6 separate regions of the Mus musculus genome follow, and all the other regions are linked to region 2. The links are chromatin contacts, called in public ChIA-PET, HiCAR-type, HiChIP or PLAC-seq and promoter capture Hi-C maps. All regions are on one chromosome and are shown on one strand. Each heading gives the region's core, a stretch centred on a gene start, on an enhancer-like site or on the middle of the called end of the contact. The rest is flanking DNA. Distances are from core to core; before and after follow the strand shown.

Region 1 (3,596 bases), core at 851-3,350, 520 kb before region 2:
TAGAATTAATAGTTTCGGTAAGACAGGTGGAGGGGGGTGAGGGGGCAGGGGTGCCAGGGAGGAGAAAATGTTATGAGGGAAGGCTGAAGGGCTACATCCAGAGCCTTTTCAGAGTGCTGAGTTTATAAGTTCACCTCTGGCCCTCCCCTTGAGCCTCATGGTTCCCCCTCAACTCCCCACCATCCCCATTTGGCTTCAGTTAAAAGCTGGCCCCAGTTAGCCCAGGAGTTCCTCTGACCAGATGTTGGCCCGAGACCCTCTGTATACTGACAAGGCCAAGATGCAGTGACCCAGGCTTATATATTCCTATCCCATAATTTTAAAAGGGGGATTGACCCTAAAGTATGTTTGGAGACCACGAACTTTCAGAAATCCAGTAGACAGAGGGCTGTTATTGCTGCTATTTTTTATTTTATTCACCTTAGCCTGCTGCTACCTAACCTGGCCAGTTAAGAACTGGAGGAAGCCAGGATGCTTTACTGTACTAATAAACTGTTGAGAGCTCTAACTTGCCTCAGAATCAGAAAGATAACCACTTAGAGACAAGAGAGGGAGTAAGGGCTTAGAATAAAAATCCAAATCTGCATTTAAAAAAAATCACTTTCACTGTTATCATTAATTAATCGCCTGCTGCAAAACAAGCCCTGTCGTCCTACTCGAGGAACCAGGGAGGGTGCTGGAAAGGAACTCATCCCGGCAGCTCCGCCCAGGACTTGGGCTCCAGCGCCGCGCGGCTAGGCGGGGAGGAGGCTCCCGGCACGTGACCCGCTCCAGCCGCCCTGGCCCGCGACCCAGATCCGTCCCCGGAACCCAAGCGCCGCTGCCCTGGCCCTGCTGCGCTCCAGTGCGCGTGCATTTGGGGCCCAGGTTCCTTCTCGGTTCTCGTGCCGCTGGCGATAGCGAATGTCCGAGAGTGAACGTGATTGTCAATTCTGAGAAATTAGTGTAGGAGCAACCTGGGGTCTCCCTGCCCACGGGGATGGAATTCAGATTCTTATTTAGCTTGAGTTGTGGGGACACTGAGCACCTGGGGACGGCTGTCCCCAGCTGTGTGGACCGAGCTCCCGAGGACACGGGGCGCGCGCACGGCATCCCTGCGCGCTGATGTGGCAGCCGCCGCAGGTCGCATCACGTTGCCGGCCCTGTGCTGGTACCCGCTGGAGACAGGATTAAGGAGGGAGGCCGCGGAGGTGCCAGTAGTAAACGTGGGCTCGCCACACTCTCGGCGTGGCTTATCGCACGAGGGAGACGGGAGGCAGCACAGTGTCTCGCAGGCTGGGGCGGGCAGGACCCGGACTGCGTGGCTTTCCCGCAACAGTCCTTGCGTGCCTCCTGCCCTGTGCCACCCTTCCCCCTCCCTGCTCTCCCCCGGGAGCACCCGAGGCCCCAAACGTCATCTGCCTCTGTGTGATTAGTGTCACCGCAATTCCGGCTGCTGCGGGAAGTTTAGGTGGCCCGGGGACACTGTTGCCAGAACCACTTGGTATGCGACATTCTGAATCAGTGTCTACATTTTCACTGATCTTAAATCCGGGAAGCAAATTGCAAGTCACCCCCTTTTCAGGGTAGGTCTCCAGCCTGACCTAAAGGGTGTCTTTCTACCCGACCCTTCTTTCACCCCTGGCCAGTAAACAATGAGCAAAATCTCCGAATTTTCCTTCCCCGCTCAAGTTTAGCCACCACGAATTCGCGTTCTTTCTCTGGCCCAAACCAACAGCAATTGGTGGGAAAGCCAAAGGCCACGTCCTCGGTTCTGCACCGAGATGCTGGACGAGCCGGGGGAGCCCCTCGTCCCGCCCCGCCCCCGCGCCCTGCAGCGCCTCGGGGAAGACGAACGGCTCGCCGGGTGGCCGCTCCTTCCAGGTGGCCCCAATCAGGTGTCCCCGCCCCCTCCCGGCCCCTCCTCCCCGCCCCCCTCCGGGCTGGACCGCGGATGGTACGTTCCGCACGTGAGCTGGGTGCTGGTCTGGCCGGCGACGCGCGTGCCCTGTGGCCAAACACTGCCCGGAGTGAGAGCAAACTACCAGCGCAGTGCGTGTGTGCGCGCGGGTGTGCGCGCGCGGGTGTGCGAGAGGGCGAGCGAGCGAGCACGGGGCGGAGGGGCGGCCAACTGCTTCACACTTTCAATACTGCACTGAAGAGGGAGAGCGAGACAGCCTGGAGACGCACACATCCCCCCAAAATCTCTCCAGGCGACCGTCCCACAGATTACAGGACAGAAACCTCCAAATCGAAACGGACAGCCATTGAACATGGACGAAGGAATCCCTCATTTGCAAGAGAGACAGTTACTGGAACATAGGGATTTTATAGGGTAAGGTGTACGCACCGTTGCGAATATCTGTCTAGGCGTCGGTTTGGCTTTTTTTTTTTTAATCCCCTGCACAAAGTGATATGGAGCGGGTGAGGGCAGAGCCCCTCCCGGAATGGGGGCCTGATGCTGATTTCTGTTTTTGCAGACTGGACTATTCCTCTTTGTATATGTGTAAACCCAAAAGGAGCTTGAAGCGAGACGATACCAAGGTAAGTCTTAAGTTTCCCATAACCTGCCTGGATAGTTAATTAGGGCCATTGATTTCGCAAGGAAACTCTGCCCGCAAATATATTCCAGCCCTGAGCTTTCCTAACTGTGAATTTTAAGTGGCTTGCTGGATACTCCGGGGGATATTCAACACCGCACCTGAATTTAAATTGCATTTTAGAAGTCTAGAGGAGAGAGTTCTGGGCATTAGTTCATTACATAGTGTGTTTGGGGGTTGGGGTGGGAGGGTTCTATCCAGTAAGTGAATGAATGTTTAGCTCACTGCTGTATCTTTTCTCTGGCTCGTGTATGAAGGATACCTACAAGTTACCGCACAGATTAATAGAAAAGAAGAGACGAGACCGAATTAATGAATGCATTGCTCAGCTGAAAGATTTACTGCCCGAACATCTGAAATTGACAGTAAGATGCACATTTTCATTCTCCTGATGGACTCCGGGGTGTATTTACCTGATAAAATTCCCAGAGATAGGATAATAAATGTAAATATTAAGAGGCCTGCCTTCTAACTTGTGCTGTAACTAAGAGTTTCCCAGAGACTCAGAACAGGGGCTCCGGGCTAATGGCAGAGATCATTGACGACCTGACTGTGGGGAGCTGAGCAGCGCTTCCTTCCCAGTGGTGTGTGTGTGTGTGTGTGTGTGTGTGTGTGCCTGTCTTAAGTTGCTGGGCTGCGTGGAAATAAAAATGCGTGTTTTAAAGTAACCCCTGTCCCCCTTTGTCGCACCACTGCAGACACTGGGGCATTTGGAGAAAGCAGTAGTCTTGGAATTAACTTTAAAGCACTTGAAAGCGCTAACAGCCTTAACTGAGCAGCAGCATCAGAAGATAATTGCTTTACAGAATGGTAAGTGGGTCTGAGGAAGCCAGCCTGCCCTGATACAAAAGGGGGTAACGCTGGGGGCGCAACGCTAGGACTCCCCCGCTGCGTCCTCTCCTGGTGAACGTCGCCTCTTTCCCTTTGGTGGCAAGTACCCAGAGCATCCCAAAGGCTTCCCGCAGAGCTGGAGGAGCCCCGTTTTTATTTAAAGTGGCGGCTGCACCTCTTCAGTTG
Region 2 (3,835 bases), core at 893-3,392:
GGCTCTTACAATCTTCCCACCCCCTGTTCTACAGGGATCCCTGAGCCTCGGGTGCAGGAGCCGTATTGTGACAGATCCTTGGGACTGGGCTCCACGGATTCTCTTTATCAGTTTCTGTTGTTTTGTTTCATTTTGGGTTTTGGCAATGCCCTTCCTCTGTTGCAAAGAGAAGTTCCCTTGATTAGCAGCGAGAACTACGCTTGTCTGTGGGTATAACGACAAATATTCATAATGTAGTTAGGGAATGTGTCTGTTTAGTAAAGTGTCCATTGTAAGTCCTTCTCCGGGCTCCATGGCTCCATTAGCTCTGGGTAGATGGCTAGATTTCCAGCATGGCATGCTTCCCTCTTGTTAAAGCAGGGCTTTCTGGGCATTTTAAAGCCTTCGTATTTACTAGGCACGCAAAGAGGTAACAATGAAGCCTGACGTACATAGTGCTTTCAGATCAGTCAGATCAGTTACACAGAGATGGCTTAGCAACTGAATGCTTGCTGCTATTCCAGAAGATCCCAGTTCAGTTTCCAGCACCCACTGTAGGAGAGATGAAAGAAGCCATCCCTTTTCTGACCTCTGTGGACACAGCACACAGGTGACAGACATTCACATGGAAGCATGTAACTAAAACTAAAACTAAAATCTTCTTTTTTAAAAATTCCTCCACAATACTAAAACTATCGGAAGGTGTCTATGATGCAAATATTCTATATATACATAGTTAATGATGTTTGCACAACACATCTGTCTCTTGCTTTAATTTAATCAGGGTTAGTTATAAGGTTTTTAAAAATGGCTTTTATTGGCATGTGTGGGTTAAAAACATAAAGCAACATTCACAATTGTATGATTTCATTTACTTGAGAGTAACCAAAAAAATGGCATCTGTGATTTCACCTAACAGCATCCTGAAGCTCTGGCAGCTCGCCCTGAGAGTCCTGATACCAGCCTGCCCCATCTTTGTCTATGGGTATCTGTGATGGTGAAGCATTTGCCAGCAGAGGGAGCTCTTTTGCTAGAATCCAAAGCGCTTACTTGTCTCTCTGTCTCTGTCTCTCTCTCTTAGGAAAAAAAAAAAAAAACTGCAAACTACGAAGCAGTCCGCTTTGAGGCATTGTCTTCACTGTTACATGAAGTCGCTGAATGAGCTCTGGGTTATTTAGGACTACACAGATGTCACGGGAGAACGTCGATTAATATAATTTAGTAAGATGTTTGTGGCTTGTGCTTTTTGTCTGACTACTTCGCACAACCTGACAGACCCTCCTGGATGTGCCGCGCCTGCTTTCAGGACCTGGCTTTTTAACCCCCGGCTGGAGGGAGACACTGTTTTTTGCTTTTTAAATTCGGCTTGGGTGTTTGTTTGCAAATAGGATCTCACTACGTGGCTTTCAATCCTCCTGCCTCAGCTCCACCGCACCCGGATGCAGTTTAAATTTGGTTCTAAACCGGGAGACATCGTAAGTCCTGCATCTCCGAGCCCTGCTGGCTTTCTTCTCCAGCTCGCTGCGTCTTACAGCGACCACAGCACGCAGTCTGTTTTGAGCATCGGAGTGGCCAGTCATCTCACAGAACCGTGGCGGGTCAGCTCTCACGTGGTTTAAATTTAGCCGCTAGGAGCCACCCGCAGCATCTGCTCCCGGGTCTCCTTGAAAACTTTTCGTAGAAAGCAAAAAGATCCAGTGTCAATCGGCGGGCAGAGCTGATGTTCCCTGAAGGCGAAGGACGTCCTACTGGACCACCACCTGCCCCATTTTATTTCATTAAAAATATATGCATGTGTATATATGTGTATGTATGTATATGTATATATATGTGTGTGTGTATACACACACACATACATATGTGTATGTGTGTATATATATTCATATATATGTATATATGTATAGTTTTCTCTCCACATTTTTACATAGCCCAGGCCAGCCTGGAACTCAAGGCAATCCTCCTGTCTCAGCCTCTGCGAGGCAGGGATGACGGACACATGCCAACCCACCCCGCCCTACTTCAGACCTGGCGGTCGGCAGGTCCGGCGACTCCGCCCACTGTCTTGCCGGGGAGGGGCAGGCGCGCTCCCGTCCAGGTCGCGGCACGGTTGTGTCAGCCCCTATGCAAATGAGATACCCAGAGCGGCCAATCGGAAGCCGGCGGGGCGGTGACGTGCTCTCAGAGCCCGGTGGTATTTATAGCTCGTATTTAAAGAGCCCTGGGGAGTCTCCCGCTCGCTGGGCGGCGGCGCGGAGCTGCGCGGTGGCGGGTGTCGAGGGGGGGAGGGGGCTGGGCCCGGACGGAGAGTGCAGAGTGCAATGGTCTCGCCCCGCTCCTAATGGTCCTTGCCTGGGCTCCTGGACAGAGGGAGAGCTCTGTCACTTGAACAATTAATGTTTCTTCCTTTCCCTTTTCTTCCTTCCTTCCTTTCTCTTTTTTTTAGCTCTTTGGACAGAATCTAACTCTAACCTAAGCTGAACTGTAGACCACTGTATAACACAAGCTGGTCTGTCCACGAACTCTCAGCGAAACTCCTGCCTCAAGTCTGAGTTTGCAGACCGATGTTGCAGTCGTGCACCATCGCGCCCAGCTTGACTATACATACGAATTTACACATATATATGTATATTATATACTTTAAATCATTTTTTAAGCTAGGGATTTGGACTCTCAAGCAAGAGCAGAAGATTCACTCCGACCCCACCCCAAGCCTCAGTCGGAGTCACCACCAGTAGTGGGGTTTCCTGGTACTTGCTGCTTGGAAGCCGTCTTCCTGGAGGGGGGGGGAGGGGAAGACAATACGAGCTGGAAAGCCAAGAGTCGTGGGATTAGGGGGCGGGGCAGTTGGCTAGGTGACAGTGTGATCATGGAAAATAAGATGCAAGATAGTGGCGGTGATCATCCCGTTTCAGTCGACTGATCGCCAGACTCTGCAGTGCGAAAGCAGGAAGCGCATGACATCAGAGGACGGAGGAGCCCTGAATAGGACCCGGTGTCTGCAAAGCTGGCTGGCTTCCTCTCTCCTCCTCCCCTATACCTCTATCTTATAGCAGAATTTGGTCTTGACGGTGAGCTCAGGCACTGGGTGCTGCCCTAGGGAGACACTGACCAAGTTTAGTATGCCTGGGTGCCTGTTCACCTGAGTGTATAATGACACAGACCTCAGATTCGTTTAAGGACAATCAGGCTGTTAGATGGGTTTGTAGAAAGGAGCTAACCTAAAGTGCTATGATTACCACCCTAACCTAACGAACAGATGGCGAATGGGGAGACCCTCACTAGTATGCAGGACACAAAGGCTTCTCAGCTACCTCCACAAATACAGTTCTCAGTAAGCCAAGATTGGGTTGTTACCCACCAAAGGGTCTGGGGTGTGCCTGGTCCCTTCTTGTTTTTTTGTTTGTTTGACTGTCTGTCTGTTTGGTTTTTGTTGTTGTTGTTGTTATTGTTCTTCCTTAGAAAGGTGTGCTTGACATAGATCTCTACAGACCAGGCTGACCTGAAGCTGTGTAGCCCAGGTTGGTCTCACACTCGGAGCAGATCCAGTGCAGGATTTAACGTTGCTGTGCACAAAGCCAAGGATGAAATGAAGCTGGATACGTTCGTTCGTTTGTCTGACTTCTGGGAAATCTGTGCTGTTGCCTCCCCTGCTTGGGGATGGCTCCCCGGCAATTGCAAGGTTCTCCCACCTTAGCTGGACTGGCTCTACACTCAGTCCCTATGACAGCCAGCAAGGCTGAAACAAAGGCAGTTGCTACAGCTGGTCACAGGACAGTCCTGTGGGCAACATTTGGAGGTCTCCGACACACATGAGACCGTTAAACTCTCACAGTATCGGGTGAGCTGAGCCCAATTT
Region 3 (3,366 bases), core at 33-2,532, 970 kb before region 2:
GCCTGTGGACTGTGAGTACATTTGTCTCTAGGGCCTAGGTGTCTGAGTGTGGTAAAGCTGAGTGTGCAACTGTATAGATCAGGACTTGTAGCACCACTCTCATCCTAAGGAAGTCTTGTAAATATTGTACATTTTTATAACCCCCCGAGTCGGTGATGGATGGTTCTCTTTGATTTCCTGACATCCCTCAAGATAGTGTTGTCCCCGTGCAAAGCAGAGAGCATTAAAAAAAAAAATGATCCTATGACATTGCTCTCCCCGTTGCTGTGTGAAATCTCTGACAAAAGCAATGTAGGAATACAATGCTTTTATGTTCTACAGTCTCAGACTCCTTGGCTGGGAAGGCATGGCTGTGACTGGGAAGGCGTGGCCACAGCTGAGAAGGCGTGGCCATGGCTGGGAAGGCGTGGCCATGGCTGGGAAGACAAATGGTCACACTGCGTTCACACTCAGGAAACAGTGAACAGTAAGAAGGCAGAGCTGCAAAGAAAGCGTCAAGTCTTAACCTCTATGACAACATTTCTCAGCCTGTGACCTCAACCCCTTTGGGGTTGCATATCCGATATTTTACATATTTACATTACAGTTCTTACGGTGGGGAGGTCGCCATACCATTAGGAACTGTATTAAAGGCTGTCAACATTGGGAAGGTTGAGAACTGCTGCTTCATGATCTTCCTCCATAACAGACGACAGCATGACGGGGACCAGGGGTTTGGATATGTGAGCCTGTGGGGACATCTCCCATTCAAACGACAGTGGGAACCTTTTTAGGAACCTCGTTTCCCTTGCTCCTACTTTAAGCTGCTATTTTTTCTCACCAAACTACATGCTTTCCAAGTCTCTCTGCTTGGTTTTGGTTCCTACTTTTAAACTACAAATCAACGTAGTCAGAGATAGCTGTGTCTCGGCCCACGTGCCGCTTCACTTTGAAATTTACTGCTTCTGTAGTAAAGAGAAGAGTTGTTTTCGCTCATGGTTTCAGGGGCTTCCGTCCGTCATGGCAGGAAGGCGTGGCAGGCAGAGTAGGGCCAGTGTAGGATGCAAAGTGAGAATGTTGCTTTTCAATATCTTGGAGAGGAATCGGTCCATATGCTTTGGTAAACACAGGCTTTTCACTTAACCAGGCATTGGAATAAAGCCTTATCTAGAAATAGGTAATCTCATTAATCTACAACCCAAACGGGAGTCTCTGGGTGGTGATTTGCCAGTGCCCAGTTCCGAGCAATGCAGCCCAATGTGAGGTAATTTCTGAGAGGCATCCCACTGCACGGGCTGTGCCTGGACAAAGTCCGTGGAGCTCATGAGTGAGAGCTGGCCTGCTACCTGCTGAACAAAAGGGCAGTGTTAGCCGATCAGAAAAGTCCAGTGTCTGGAGGATGCTGAAAGAAGTAAAATCGTAACTGACGGCTATCACAGGAAAGTCAGTGTGGTATTCGTTCTGGGCCATGTTAGATTTTAATTCTCAGTTAGCGACGTCCAGACACACAGCCTAACCTAAGTGTGAACAGCATGAAAGTGAGAGCCGTGGAGCGGGCTCGCCTATTCAGAGGCATTGACGTAGTTCCCGATTATGTCTGGCCCCACTCTGCGTAGTCACATGTTGGAGGTTCAAAAACAAGACCTGGAAAACTCCAGAAATACCTTTTAAATTCTGAGGTGTGCGATGCTGTCCCAGGTCCGCTTTGTCCCGCCTTCCCATGGTGCCTGTGCCGACCACAGCTTAAGTCACGTGGTAGGGCTCTTTTAACTAGGTCTACTGTACTGCAGTGGCTGTGTCCAGGCAGTCCTTGATTTAGTTAGCACAGTCTGTGGTGGTAAGGGAAACTCAAGTTGATAATCTGTGCCATTGATAATCTGTATGGTGTGTCTTTTAAGTAAGAAGGTGACTGAAGTGGGGGAGGGGGAGAGGAAGAAGAAATGTTCACATACATTCACTCTTATTATGACATATCAGTTTTAAAATTTGTTATTATTAATCTATTTTCTCTGCAACATTTGTGAATACTTTGTCATTTAATTATTCAGTGTCCCAACAGTGTAAGTTATTACGAAAGCCTTTCTGGTCTGAGGAAGTTGTATTAGTGAGTCTCACTGTGGAGGAAGAGAAGGCTAACACAGTTGGAAGGGTTAGACAGACCATAAGCAAACCCTGCCCTCATCTAATTCCGGTACAAGCCGTCCCGTTTTCCAAGCCAGGAGCTCTGGGACACATGGTTTGAGAAGGGAATTTTCCTCTTTTATGAATTCGTGTGGCAAGTGTTAGGGAGGTATCAAATGAAATCACATGCACTTGTTCTTTTATTGAAAAGTCAAGCATTACAGAAGAATGTGGGTCGCCCAAGGACGTCTGGAACACATGGCCACCATCCCTCTCATCCTTTGTCCGTATTTGTTTTCTTTGTCTTCCCCGGTTCCCAGCCTTTTCTCACACCCTCTGCTCCCCTCTCTTCTTGTGTCCGTATCTCCTGTGTGTTTTCAATCAGGACCCTTCGCTTTCGCAATTTGTCAGCCAGACATTTGGAAGGGCAGTTTGGCAAAGGGGCCTTGTTTAGTGAAATCTGAAGAACAGAGCAAGGGAGGGCGCTCTGGTCCAGCCCCGGCTCAGTCCTACTCTTGCCCTCAGCCTGCCAAGGCATAAGCCACTCATGCGCATGCCGGCTTCTCAGAAGAACCGTGGATAAGAGAGTGTGGGAAGGATTTAGATTTACCCTCCCTTAATTTTCCATTTTCCTTCCGTGTTAACAGCTTTTCTTGCTTCTGTGATCAAACGCCTAAGAAGGAGCAACTCAGAAAGGAGGAGCTGGCTTCAGCTCTCAGTTTGGGGGTACCGTCTATGTGGAGGGAATGAGAGCAGGCGGCTGCATGGTGGGCACACCTGTGTGGCTGGGACTCCTCCTTCTACACCTTGGCCAAAGGAGAGGCAGGGAAAAGACAGGAAGTGGGTGGGGCTTCCAAACCTACCAGCCCTTCACAGTGAATGAGTCACTTCCTCTAACAAGGCTCTAAATCGCAGGCTCGTCCAACCCACTTATGGCTACTGGGACCCAATCTGCAAACATTATGCAACACACACACACACACACACACACACACACACACACACACACAATTGTGTAGGGTAAACTTCATAGATGACAGTGCCCTGTACCATGTAAAAATGTTGGGCATACCTCCACATTCTTCAAAATAGCCCCACCAGCTAGGGACCAAGTGTTTGAAACCAAGCCCCTATAGAGGACCCTCCACATGCAAATGTCATCACCTCCCATGGATTCCTCTCATCTAGTTATACTCACAGTGGCTCTTTTCTTCAGTTTCCTCTCTGTGAATGGATGCGGTTTTCATCAAAATCAAGCTTGTGGAC
Region 4 (3,826 bases), core at 74-2,573, 870 kb before region 2:
CTCTCTCTGGGTGGTCCTAACCCACACAAAGAGCGGCATACACTTTATGTTTCTAAATAGACATGAAAGGAAGATGTTAGAGGTTAGGTTTCTATTGCTGTTATAAAACATGACCATAAGCAACTTGTGGAGGAAAGGGTTCCTCTTGCTTACACTTCAACACCCCAGTCTTATCACTGAGGGAAGTCAGGGTGGGAACTCAAAGCAGGAACTCGGAGGCAGGAGCTAAAACAGAGATCATGGAGAAGTGCTGCTTATTGGCTTGTTTCACCTGGCTTGCTCAGCTTGCTTTTATATGTATCCCAGGACCACCTGCCTGGGGGTGCCACCACCCATAGTAGACTGTCCCCATCTCCCCACCAATCAGTAATTGAGAAATAAACCACAGACCCATCTAGTGGGGGCATTTCCTTAATTGAGGGTTCTAGCTTCCAAAATGACTTGATCTGGTATCAACTTGACATAAAACCACACAGGACTTAGGATTCCATGGTTGTAAGACTTGCCTATACCATGGACCGTGGGACCACTAACTATATAGCAGGGCAGGCAGGTGTATGTTACCCGGTGGGTCTGGAAGATGATCACGTCCTCCGTGAACCAAGACCGTGACTGAACCAAGCAGAAACGAAGCAGGAGGGAAGATCTAGGGGTGAAGGCACAGGACAAAGGGGTGTCTAGCACGGGCCACAGATGTTTCTTGCTTGTGCCTGATATGGACTTGAGAAACATTTGGAAGCAAACGGGATTCTCAGATGGAGTTAGCTCAAGTTCCCTGATTCTGTCTGCTGAGACTCGGGTTGGGTGCATCTCCATGTCACCCTTGACCATTCACCCAGGGTCTCTTTACTCAAGCTGTCTCAAACCACAGTTTTTAAAAACATGTCTCTGACCTTCTGCCCATCTCAGCTTCCTTCTCTTGGTGTCTGATAGGCCAATCACCTGACCATACACAACTTTCCACTCTTTTCCTTCCTCCCTTCTGTGTGGTTCCCCCTCTTTGCTGTCACCCCAACCTGACAGCTGCTTACTTTCTCTCTGTCCGCACCTTCCTCTTCTCAGAAGTTAAAGAAATTGGCCTCCACCTATCAAGCAGATATTTATCTCCTAAAAAACAAACAAGTAAGCAAAAGTCTCACAATGAAAGAGATGAAGGAAAGAAGCCCGTGTCTGTCTCCTTCTGTCTGCATACTCCTTAGCATGATAAAGTACTATAAGACTCTGCAGCTTTGGACAATGGTTGGACACCAGGCAGTGGGGTGGGCGGCATCTGACCCAGAGCACGTGCCAGTCTTACTAAGGGTTTTAGTCTTCTGCTTGGCCCTTCCCAGCTTCTCCTCCGGGACCTGACATTTTCATTTCCTGTCGGCAGTAAACCCTGTGTGCTGAGGAGGAAGGGAAACTGTGACTTGTTCTGAAGTCCCCCCTCCCTGTCCTCCACACCCCAGACTCTTTCCGTTGCTAGCTACTTTACCAACTGGAATGTGCTAGGGAAAGTGAGGATGAGGCTTGGCCAGCTCCTAGGGAAAGAGTTGGCTATGGGTAGATGACGTTTTCTGAGCTGGAGGTAGGAAAGCAGGGGAGTGGAATAGAGCAATGAGCTTGGCCCTAGCCCATGGGTGCTTGGGAATCAATGTGACATTAAGATAAAGCAATGTAAGGGTCCAGCTGCGAGCTTCATTCCTGGGAAGAGAAGCTAGGCTTGAACATCAAGGTATACAGATGTATGTATAGATGGTGTTTGAAGTTGTGCTATAGATGAGATTTCCGAGGAAGCAACTGGAACAAAGGGAGTAAGCCAAGAGAAAAACCTAGAGAGATTTCAAATATTAAAGAGGGTTAAGGGGACAAGAGAAAAGAATCCCTCAGGAATGGCTGGAAATGAGAGAACTGGATAAAGACAGGGTAGTGAGACTCAGCAAGAAGGCCAGACAATCGGCCTCAAGTACTCCGAGAGGAGGTGCACCTCTATGTAGCTATCCCGTGATGAGCAATCTGTTTTTCTGGCTGGCATCCAAACTGGACCCTAATGAGCAGAGGAGCTGAGAGGTCACACCGGTGACAAAGGACACCAGAGACTCAGGGAAGCAGCCATCCGAAGCAGTTTAACCTGTCGAACCCCACTTTAAGCAGAGTGAAAGAAGAATCTCAGATCTAAGTCGTCATTACCAATCAAGTCCTTGTCCCCTACCTCTACCCCCTGCCCCTCACCCCTGCCATGTCTGGGGGTCAAGGTGACTGGTGCTCATCATTCTGAGCATCTCCCAGCCGCTCTTCAGAAAGTGTGTGTGTGTGTGTGTGTGTGTGTGTGTGTGTGTGTGTGTGTGTGTGTGTTTGTGTGTTATCCTGTTTAAAATATCCACATGCCAGGGTTCTTTGAACTCTTCTTACTGGTGTTCTCTTAGGCCAGTGGCATTGCTTCCCAGGGTCCTGTGTGCAAGAGCAGATCTCTGTCCTTGCCAAGGGCTTGTCTCAGTGAGTCCTCACTCTGTGTGACCCTCCGTGGCTCTCATCTGTGAGGCACGCTTTGGACCCTGGTGACAGTGTTAATTAAATGTCTATGGACTTGGGAGTCACAGCGAGGCCCTTTGCGCAAATGTTTGAGACAAAGCTGGAGGGATAGAAACATGACCATCCAGGAACTCATTAGAGAATGGAAGGGCTCAGACTCACCCAGGGGTTCACATGCTAAGTGGGCGAGGCAAGAGAACCTGCAAATGACCTCCAGAAGGAGTAAAGAAATCTGTCTGCTCAGCTTTCACAGTGCGCAGTTTCTGTGGGTAAGCTTTGGTGGTTGGTTCCTCTCTATCAACCAGTTTTACTGAGTCTGTTTCAGATTCCAGGTCTTAGCTTGTTTTCAGCCAGCGTTGGTCACTCCCACACCTTTAACACCTAATTTAGACACGAGTGTCTCCAAGCTTCAGGATGTGAGTGGGGCCAGGCAGCCAGGCCCTTCCTGGCTTCTCCTCGGGGACCTGACATTTCCCGTTCCTGTAGGTGGTAGACCAGAAGTACTGAGGAGGAAGGAAACCTTGTCTCGTCTCCTCTGCCTGCCCCTAGGTTAATCTGGCTCCCCTTCCTCATTGAATGGTTTGTCCTATAAGCAGTCATCCAGGGAGAAATCCATGTTCTCTTGGATCCACCCACTTCCCTGACTAGACTGTTGGAAGGCCAACCCTCCCATGAGCTCTGCACTCCTCTGGCAGCCTCTGGGCTCCATTTCCACTTTAACCCTTTTCAGTCACTCTTCTTAAAAAAGTCAAAGTGACAGTTTGCTGGAGATGCTTGTCTTGTCACTCAGCCTGAAGCTTTTGGCTGGCGAGGTCTGGCTGACAAACGCTCCAGCTTTCGATGTTCATTATGGTTGCGCTCATGGTACCCGTACATTTTGTTTACTTGGGTTTATTTATTTGGGTTCCTGTCTAACAAGTCCTTAGCATCTGCCCTAAGTCTCCTCTGGCCAGCTAGGGATCCTCTGTGACTTGTAATGCCAGGATGCGCTCAGTAACTTCACTGGCAGAGAAGAGAGTTGGCATGCAAAGGAGCTAGAACATTTGGCTCTGTGTCTTCTCAGAGCTTGTGATGCTAACTGAACTCTTGAGACCCCTGTCCCGTCCCTCCCGCCCCCATCCTTCAAAACTGCTTGGTCAGCTTCTTCAACCTTTCCTCTAATTCAATCATAGGGGTTCCCAAATTCACTCCAATGGTTATGGGTGCGTGTAAGTATCTGCATCTGTCTCAGTCAGCTGCTGGTAGGGCCTCTCAGAGGACAGCCATGCTAGGCTCCTGTCTGTAAGCACATCATAGCATCAATAATAGTGTCAGG
Region 5 (3,438 bases), core at 798-3,297, 740 kb before region 2:
GGTCGATTCTGAGTCTTGTTAGATTGGATTCTCCAACAGCTTTTGACCACTCAAGGCCTTTGTTCTTGAATCAACTCTTGTGTCTCTTCTCTCTCTCTCTCTCTCTCTCTCTCTCTCTCTCTCTCTCTCTCTCTCTCTCTCTCTCTCTCCTTTTCTGGACATCCCAAGAGTCTATCTTTGGAACCCCCCCCCTCTTGTTTGTTTTAACTCCTGAGATCTCAGCCCTCTTCAGCCAACTATACACAGAGACTAAGATACAGGGCAATAAATAGCACCCAAATCAAAGCCCCCAGGAGTCCCCTGAAGCCGCTTCACTTCTCAGACCTCCACGGGGTTCAGCAGCTCCCCTGTCTGAATCCAACAGTTCCCCGTTGTTCATGAATCCCACATTTGCAAATGCACCTGCTCTCTAAATACCCATGATGCTCTCATAATTCATTTCCGATGTGCACGGAGCAGCCAAGAGATTTGAGTCACCTGACTCCGTGTCCAAGCTGTTGTTCCACAAGGTGGTGTTCTGTCCTAATGCTTCAGCCGTCATCATGGCAGCATCTTCGCACACTTGCATCACTTGAGTGAAGACTGCACTTTCATGCACATGGGTGCTTTTGGTTGGTGGTTTTTCTGTGTAAATGCCCTGTAGATATTGCACTGAAGTGCTATTCTGTGTCCCAAAGTTCAAGAAAGCAGAGACTTTGCCCGACAAAGAAAATATATTAGGCACACTCCCTTCGGGCATAAGCTGCAGTGTTGCTGGACAATTTCAATGTTAACAAGTCAGCAATATACCCTGAACATGGTGTCTTTAAACAGAAACACACAGAAAATAAGCGGTTGAAAAAAAGATGTGACCAGAGCTCACGGGAACATCACCCTGTGCGTCAGGCCCCTTTTCACTGAGCTGTTTTCTAGATGACTTTGTCAAACACAATCATAGCAAAAGTGAAAACATCTGCAAATCTGAGAACGCACCGTGACCACCTCCCACCCCATTCTTATTCATCTTAGAAAACAACTTCACTCTTCCACCTCCTTAGCCCATAGCCTCAAAGGTGCCTCAGCCCACAACACACAAGCCAGTTCTCTTGAGGTTTCCTTTGAAATCTCCCTGCTCCCTACACCCTCACGGCCTTAAGCGTAGTCTAGCCACAACCACCTCAACTCCAGCAGACACATCCTAACTGGTCACTCTGCTCCTATCCATGACGTCACCTGGCAGTCCCCACCCTCCCACTAATGAAGCAGAACACTTGCTCCCCTGGGAACCTCCTGTAGCTTCTCAGGTTATAGAGAGCAAATCCTCACTGTGGCCTTCAGCCACGCTGACTCAGTCATACCTCTGGACCTTATATTCTCGTTCAGACACTCATGTGCAAAGGGTTCCTGTGGCTGCCTCCGCCCTCTGCCTGCTCGGCCACATCACATCCTTTGAAGAGGAAGAGCCCTTGCTACTCCACACCAAATCTCACCTCTCTCTCTCTCTCCCTCTCCCTCCCCCCCACCCCCCCTCTCTCTCTCTCCCTCCCTCCCTCCCTTTACCCAGCGGTGGCTTCCTTCCTTCACGGCAGTTATCAGCCAGCACATTCCAGACCTCCTCATTATTCCCAACTGAACACTGGGCGTTTGAGGGCAAGGCCTCTTAAGTTCTCTGCAGCTCTCCTGAACCTGAAAGCGGTTACCAGACGTAGAGTAGTGATTCAAGAAAACTGACGGTGGGATTTGGTTTCTCTTGTGTGAATAAGAGAAATCACTTCTATTTCACACTGCAACTTAACTCTCTGAGAGCTCAAATGTCATCCAGACTGCCTTCCCTGCTGACTAGGGCTCTGGGCCATCTTCAGCACATCTATCTGCTCAGGGGAAGCAGGTCCCAGCATCATGCTGCCTCTTTAAGCCTCCAGGAAGGTTGAGAAGGTCTTCTGTCTCTGTCCCTCAGTTTTAGTTATAGGGATTGTAAATGGCTGTGTTGTCTTAGGGAGATATCACTCTAGAGCCTCTATTGACCTGAGCTCATTTCCCTTTGTCTCACAAAAACCAACTTCCTTTCTGATACTGACTGTGGGGGAGGGGCTAAGACACTGGGCTGCTTTCATCTCTGAGGGAATTGGCTACAGAAAGAGGGTTTTCTGCTCCGTGGCTGCCTTTCTTTGCAGTAATTAAAAACAACAAAACAAAACAAAACAAAACACACTGTGCAAAAGCAATTTAGGGAAGAAAGGGGGTTGTTTTATCTTAGCTGCTATCACAAGCTGTCTTACTGATCTGTTTGCAGACCCACACTTGGCTAGCTTTCTTCTGCTCTAGCCTAGACCACCTGCCCAGAGAATGCTGTGGCCCACTGGGCCTGCCTACAGCAATGAGTGACCAAGACCGTCCCGCAGACATGCCCACAGGCCAGTCTGATCCAGGCAGTTCCTCTTGAAGATGACTTTAGGCTGTGTCAGGTTGACAGTTAATGCTAACCAGGACACCTACATGGGACTATAGGTGAATGCACACACTGACAACTGTGCCTCTGTACCTAAGGATGTTCATACACACTTAGTATTCACACACAGGACTCAGCTCTGTGTCTCTTACTCCTGCGTCTCCTTGCACAAACATTTTGAGGAGACATTTGTTGGGGGTTCATGGTGTCGGGTTCATTTATCATCGTGGGGAATGCACAGAGGAGTTCATATCCTGGGATTATGTGGCTGAGGCTCGGCACATCATGGCTGGCCAGGAAGTAGAAAACAGGACTGGCAACAGGGCCCTTGAAAGGCCTCCTCCCGATGACCAGCTTCTTCCAGCTCCACTCTATCCTCTAAAGGCTCCAGAGCCTCCCAAAACAGCGCCACCTGCTGGGGGATTTCAAATATTCACCAAGTGAAACAGATTCAGAGGAAAGCAGGCTCCTCACCACGGGTTCTTAATTTTGAAAGAAGGGAACTGCCTTCCAGATCAGATGTTGCTCAACAAACTAAGCAGATACAGCAGTGGAGGAGCTAAGGAGCTGGCTGCTTTAGCAAGCTTGCTAGCCAGCCAGCCAGAATTATAGGAGTCAGGCTGAAGGCCATGGGCAAAGAGGAGCTAAGAAGCCACCCACAGAGGCATCACTCCTAAGGCCCAGACTCCTCTTTAAAAAAAAAAAAAAAAATTAAAGTCCCACTCCATTCTCAGGTGGGGTGGCCTCCAGGCCTGGAGTTGCTCAAGCCTCAGTTCACACACGTGTCACGGTGTCTCGGGCTCTATAGGTGTGCTGCAGGCTGGGCTATCTACAGCAGCCGCAGTCCAAGTGCAGAGACCAGGGACATTTCGAATGGATTTCTATGGGAAAAGAAAAAGAAAAGGATGCAGACATTTTGTAAGACACTAAGAAAGAATTTAAGAAATGGAAATGCAGAGATAAAGGGCCTGTTCTCTGCGCACAGGGTCTTTCTCCTCCCATCTTTATGT
Region 6 (3,847 bases), core at 118-2,617, 930 kb before region 2:
GTGAGTGAGGCTGGATTAAGCTTAGGTTTGAACCAGGCTTACTTGCCTATCTTGTCAGGCCTGGATTCATTTTTTAAGCATAAATTATTTGCACAAACTAATAGCATTATTTGTGACATACTTCTGAGTGTCTATAACATATTTTGGTTGCTCCAACTTCAACACCTGTGTATATGGCCTCCCTGCCTCCTTAGATGTCAGTGGGCAGACCATAGAGCAGGGCTACAATTGAGATGCAATATCACAAGTTACCAGTAGGCGTCACTGTTCCATAAATGATGTCTCTTGGAGTAGCTGAGTACAAACCTTTAAATTATATAAATGTTTTCATTTCTTCTCATTGATACTTTGAATTCTCACTATATAATTTTAAATATTCAAGCCAGGTGAGATCAAAACTGTTTCTACCTAAATCTAGTTCAGGTTTTATTCAGAATTCTAGTCATTGGTGTTATTTTAAACAACTCTTCCCCTGTTTAATTTTAGCTACTGTAATATTAAATCGCTTCCTTCGGTATTACTTTGGTATTTAATAAAGACATAGGTGCATCTTGGAATCCTGAAAAACACATGTTTGTCACTTCTTCTGTGTGTTTGTGGGTAGTCTCTGCTTTCTCTTCATGTGTCAAGTTCATACCATCGCAGGTTGCCTGCCAAGCTCTTGTTTTTGAAAATAGCAGGCACACATTGATTGCTTTATACCTGGGTTCAGGATCTTTGTATGTAGATAGACTTTTTTTTTAGAATGAGAATTCGAATACAGAAAAGGATAGGTGTCCATTTGGCATTCAGTGCTTTTTCACTAGGGCCCAGCATTAGCATAAGAGAAGGCCTGGGGGTGCGTAGATGCTCAGTCACATTCACCACACTCATGTGAGCTCAGCGTTAACAGAGTAGCATCACCAGGAAACTAGATATACTCATGATATCTCATGATAGTGCGTGTTCTGTCCAAGCGCTGGGAACAAACCATGTGTGTCTGGAGTTAGTTGTTCCTTGGGGCTCACATTTGGAGAAACACTTATGATTGACAATTGGTTATACTTACTATAACATCTTAAATAAATTATCCCAATGTAGCCACAATCTAAAAGTTTATTTGAAAGGGCAGGGGGAGAGTTGTACAGTGTACATTTGACACCTGCTTTTGCTGTGGCTTGTGGTGACTTCTGTCCTGATATGATCTGTATACAGTGTGATCACTTTTAAAAAAGACCTCTCCCTACTGGTAGGCAGGAAACCGTGTCTTGTGTTCACTGCCAAGAAAGTCCCCAGGCACATGACAACACATGTGTACACTGCATATCAGAGCTGCAGGGTGTGGTTGGAGGAGACACGGACGGCTGAGCCACTGAGGCGGCTCTGCCAGCAGCAGCCTGTGGTTATGTAACTCCTGCAGTGTCTGGCGCTGTGCTTCACTGGAGACAAGTCACGTGCTGTGCAATGCCATTGCCTGAAATTCAGTTGCTCTGAAGGATCCGTGAGTCTGCGTGAGAGAAGCTTTGGCCGCTCTGTACTAGAAAGCAGATGTTGATCGGCTGCACATAACTGATGAGTGTGCACACTAATTCCAGCAAGGACATTTGCTGTCTGTCTGTCTGTATCTCATTATGCTCCTGAAGAGAGAAAATTAAGTATTATGTAATACGGACAAATAATGAAGTGGAGGGAAGCAACTCAGTCCTCCTCACTAGAAAAACTTGTCCCACATCACTTAAAAATATTTTTATGATGATTCAGCAATTAATGCAACAACAACAACAACTATTCCTACTACTACTACAAAAGTAACATACTGGACATTATTTTTGGGAATTTGTGTAGGTAGCAACCAGTATTTTCCCCCAATGCGTGGTCTATGAAGGAAAAAGGAAATTTGCAAATTTTAAGGAACATTAGTGAGAAAAAATTAAATTATGAGTTCAAGTGGACTTTTCTTTTTAAAAGATTTTTATTTTATCTTTGTTTGTGTATGTGCATCTGCATATGCAGGTATCCACATGGGCCGTGGAGGGTGCCAGACCCTTGGGGCCTTTGTCCTTGTGGGGCCATCTTTCCGGCTCTTCAGATAACCTAGAAGGTTATCTGAAGTTAGAAACTTTGGGCAGATTTTACTTTCTTTGTGAGAGTTGTGGAATTGGGACCAGTCAGAAATTCACCCTTATTATATGGCTGAGACTTCAGATTGCATCTCTCAGAAGGAGATCTGGAGTCTGCAGGAAGGCAGCGGTCGGTCGGTGTAGGGAGAGAGGCTGAGGGTTCATTTATCTTCCCTGGGGCCTCACAGAGAACCCAGAATACAGCCAACTTGGGCTCAGCTCTCCTGACCGCCTCTGGCTTCCTGCCTGCAGGATTTCAGCAGTCAGACCGATGCTAATGGCTGTGAGTAGAAATCAAAGGCCCTGAAGCCCAGACTCAGTCCACTCTGCTGTGTCAACAGGGATTAGCTGTTCAGTTCTGTGATTTTGGGTAGGTTCCTCTTAAACTGTAACAAAACCAATGTTGTTCATTTTTTTCCCTCTTGCAAAAGGTCTTTTTATTTTTCTCTTATTCGTTAAAACCTCCGGATGGGAGTTTGTTGAAATCCCCATTTTTATTCCAACCTTATCGTACATATGTGGATTCTGCGTGTTGTTTTCTAACACACTCAAAATGAGATTATAACAATCAGCTCTTTCATAGATGATCTGACTTAGGCGGGACATTCGACACACGTGTGTGATTTACTTTCCTGTCAGCAGAATGCATGTTTGTAGGAGGCATGATCGTTCCACTGGACCAAAGGGTAGCAGGGCAGGGTTAGGCTGCTAGTGGTGATGGGATATGGGTTTCAAACAGACCATTGAGTGTTTCACATGTCTGTGCAAGTGGTCCACACCAACAGTGTGCGAGCGGTTCACACCCACGGCTGCAATTTAGGGCAATGCTGATTAATTATCCTTGGGATGCGGGTCCCAGGAGGTCTGCTTTTGATTTAATTTATCTAATATTCATGTGCATGTGTCTGGTGCACATGTGTGTATATGCATGTTTGCATGTGTGTGGTGGACTCAGGCTTGCATGGGTGCATGCGGAGGCTGGAGGTTGATATCAGGAATCATCCCAGCTGCTCTTTCATACCAGACACAGGTTTCTCAGCCAGACCCGGAGCTCTCCCGAAAAGGCTAGTGTCTCTCAGCTTGTCCTGGGGGTCCCCTCTGCCTTCTGAGGTTGTAGTTACAGCTCACCTGCCACACTTGTCTTCCCGAAAGAGTCTAGGAATCCAAACTCCAGCCCTTACACTTGCATAGAGCACACACTAGCTGCCTAGACAACTCCCCAGCCCCAGCGATGCTCCCTAGGTGGCTGTGATGTGAGACTCATGTCTACTTCCTGTCTAATATTCTCACCTTCAGGGACAGCATCTCCACACCTCTATTTATGCTGTGCTTCTGATGTGGATGGATATGTTTGGCCCTCCTGTGGGTTCTACAGAGTGAAAACATTTAAAAGAAAAATTGAACCAAATAGTACTTTTTTTTATTATTTTTTATTCCATAAAGAATGTAGAATAGGGATTGGAGAGATGGGTCACTGGTTAAGAGTACTTGTTTTTGCAGAGGACTGTGGTTTAGTTCCCAGCACCCACATGGAGGCTCACAACTGCCTTTAACTCTAATTCCAGGGGATCCAACTCTTTTTCTGACTTCTGCATGTTCCTGTATACACATGTGTGCTCACATACACGCATACACACACACACACACACACACACACACAATAATAACTCAGAGACAATTTCAAGTTTACCAGTGAATATATGTACGTTATATGCAAAGACCATGCTGTTAGGCCTCCAATGCAGGTA

What was found. Promoter capture Hi-C pulls out the DNA fragments that hold promoters and counts their contacts. ChIA-PET counts read pairs in DNA pulled down with a chosen protein or histone mark. HiCAR-type assays count read pairs that join an accessible place to other places. HiChIP or PLAC-seq counts read pairs in DNA pulled down with a chosen protein or histone mark.
Region 1: a promoter capture Hi-C map of liver shows a contact between it and region 2, with 3 times the contacts expected there. The contact joins the promoter of Bhlhe41 here to the enhancer-like site in region 2. A contact is called at or near these places in 3 of 39 promoter capture datasets (embryonic stem cells and liver), 1 of 484 Hi-C or Micro-C datasets (muscle stem cells), 5 of 115 datasets of contacts at active chromatin or transcription factors (differentiating embryonic stem cells, embryonic basal ganglia, embryonic forebrain and 1 more) and 2 of 9 other capture datasets (embryonic stem cells and embryonic tail).
Region 3: a contact with region 2 is called in a HiCAR-type map of kidney, with 4 times the contacts expected there. The contact joins two enhancer-like sites. A contact is called at or near these places in 1 of 484 Hi-C or Micro-C datasets (bone marrow-derived macrophages) and 7 of 115 datasets of contacts at active chromatin or transcription factors (astrocytes, bone marrow-derived macrophages, cardiomyocytes and 4 more).
Region 4: a contact with region 2 is called in an H3K4me3 HiChIP or PLAC-seq map of bone marrow-derived macrophages, with 7 times the contacts expected there. The contact joins two enhancer-like sites. A contact is called at or near these places in 1 of 39 promoter capture datasets (cranial neural crest) and 3 of 115 datasets of contacts at active chromatin or transcription factors (bone marrow-derived macrophages, large pre-B cells and microglia).
Region 5: an RNA polymerase II ChIA-PET map of memory CD8 T cells shows a contact between it and region 2, with 36 read pairs. The contact joins two enhancer-like sites. A contact is called at or near these places in 3 of 115 datasets of contacts at active chromatin or transcription factors (large pre-B cells, memory CD8 T cells and pancreatic cancer cells).
Region 6: a contact with region 2 is called in an H3K4me3 HiChIP or PLAC-seq map of bone marrow-derived macrophages, with 5 times the contacts expected there. The contact joins two enhancer-like sites. A contact is called at or near these places in 20 of 484 Hi-C or Micro-C datasets (the C2C12 cell line, the G1E-ER4 cell line, bone marrow-derived macrophages and 14 more) and 14 of 115 datasets of contacts at active chromatin or transcription factors (the NIH/3T3 cell line, T-cell acute lymphoblastic leukemia, astrocytes and 11 more).

What each region holds. Positions count from the first base shown.
Region 1 is chr6:145,863,924-145,867,519 of GRCm38.p6, reverse strand. Bhlhe41 (basic helix-loop-helix family, member e41) reads left to right here and starts at 2,100. Exons shown (of 5, transcript NM_024469.2): 1 at 2,100-2,314; 2 at 2,460-2,523; 3 at 2,837-2,944; 4 at 3,278-3,389. The coding sequence starts at 2,253.
Region 2 is chr6:145,339,163-145,342,997 of GRCm38.p6, reverse strand. No RefSeq gene overlaps it. Among named protein-coding and RNA genes, the nearest start is that of Gm38926, 7.3 kb to the left of the region's middle. Within about 2 kb of position 2,142, at least 422 of the 459 cell types and tissues checked have an H3K27ac peak or open chromatin away from gene starts, as enhancers often do. A contact at or near this core is called in the C2C12 cell line, T-cell acute lymphoblastic leukemia, bone marrow-derived macrophages and 16 more, where this site is marked.
Region 3 is chr6:146,313,222-146,316,587 of GRCm38.p6, reverse strand. The region is part of intron 32 of Itpr2 (inositol 1,4,5-triphosphate receptor 2); the gene reads left to right. Among named protein-coding and RNA genes, the nearest start is that of Gm35596, 95 kb to the right of the region's middle. Within about 2 kb of position 1,282, at least 14 of the 459 cell types and tissues checked have an H3K27ac peak or open chromatin away from gene starts, as enhancers often do. A contact at or near this core is called in kidney, where this site is marked.
Region 4 is chr6:146,206,703-146,210,528 of GRCm38.p6, reverse strand. The region is part of intron 45 of Itpr2 (inositol 1,4,5-triphosphate receptor 2); the gene reads left to right. Among named protein-coding and RNA genes, the nearest start is that of Gm35596, 11 kb to the left of the region's middle. Within about 2 kb of position 1,323, at least 38 of the 459 cell types and tissues checked have an H3K27ac peak or open chromatin away from gene starts, as enhancers often do. A contact at or near this core is called in bone marrow-derived macrophages and microglia, where this site is marked.
Region 5 is chr6:146,078,875-146,082,312 of GRCm38.p6, reverse strand. Gm32838 (a long non-coding RNA gene) reads right to left here. Exons shown (of 4, transcript XR_001785421.1): 4 at 2,046-2,840. Among named protein-coding and RNA genes, the nearest start is that of Gm35544, 7.0 kb to the right of the region's middle. Within about 2 kb of position 2,047, at least 114 of the 459 cell types and tissues checked have an H3K27ac peak or open chromatin away from gene starts, as enhancers often do. A contact at or near this core is called in memory CD8 T cells and pancreatic cancer cells, where this site is marked.
Region 6 is chr6:146,268,846-146,272,692 of GRCm38.p6, reverse strand. The region is part of intron 37 of Itpr2 (inositol 1,4,5-triphosphate receptor 2); the gene reads left to right. Among named protein-coding and RNA genes, the nearest start is that of Gm35596, 51 kb to the right of the region's middle. Within about 2 kb of position 1,367, at least 182 of the 459 cell types and tissues checked have an H3K27ac peak or open chromatin away from gene starts, as enhancers often do. A contact at or near this core is called in the C2C12 cell line, T-cell acute lymphoblastic leukemia, bone marrow-derived macrophages and 10 more, where this site is marked.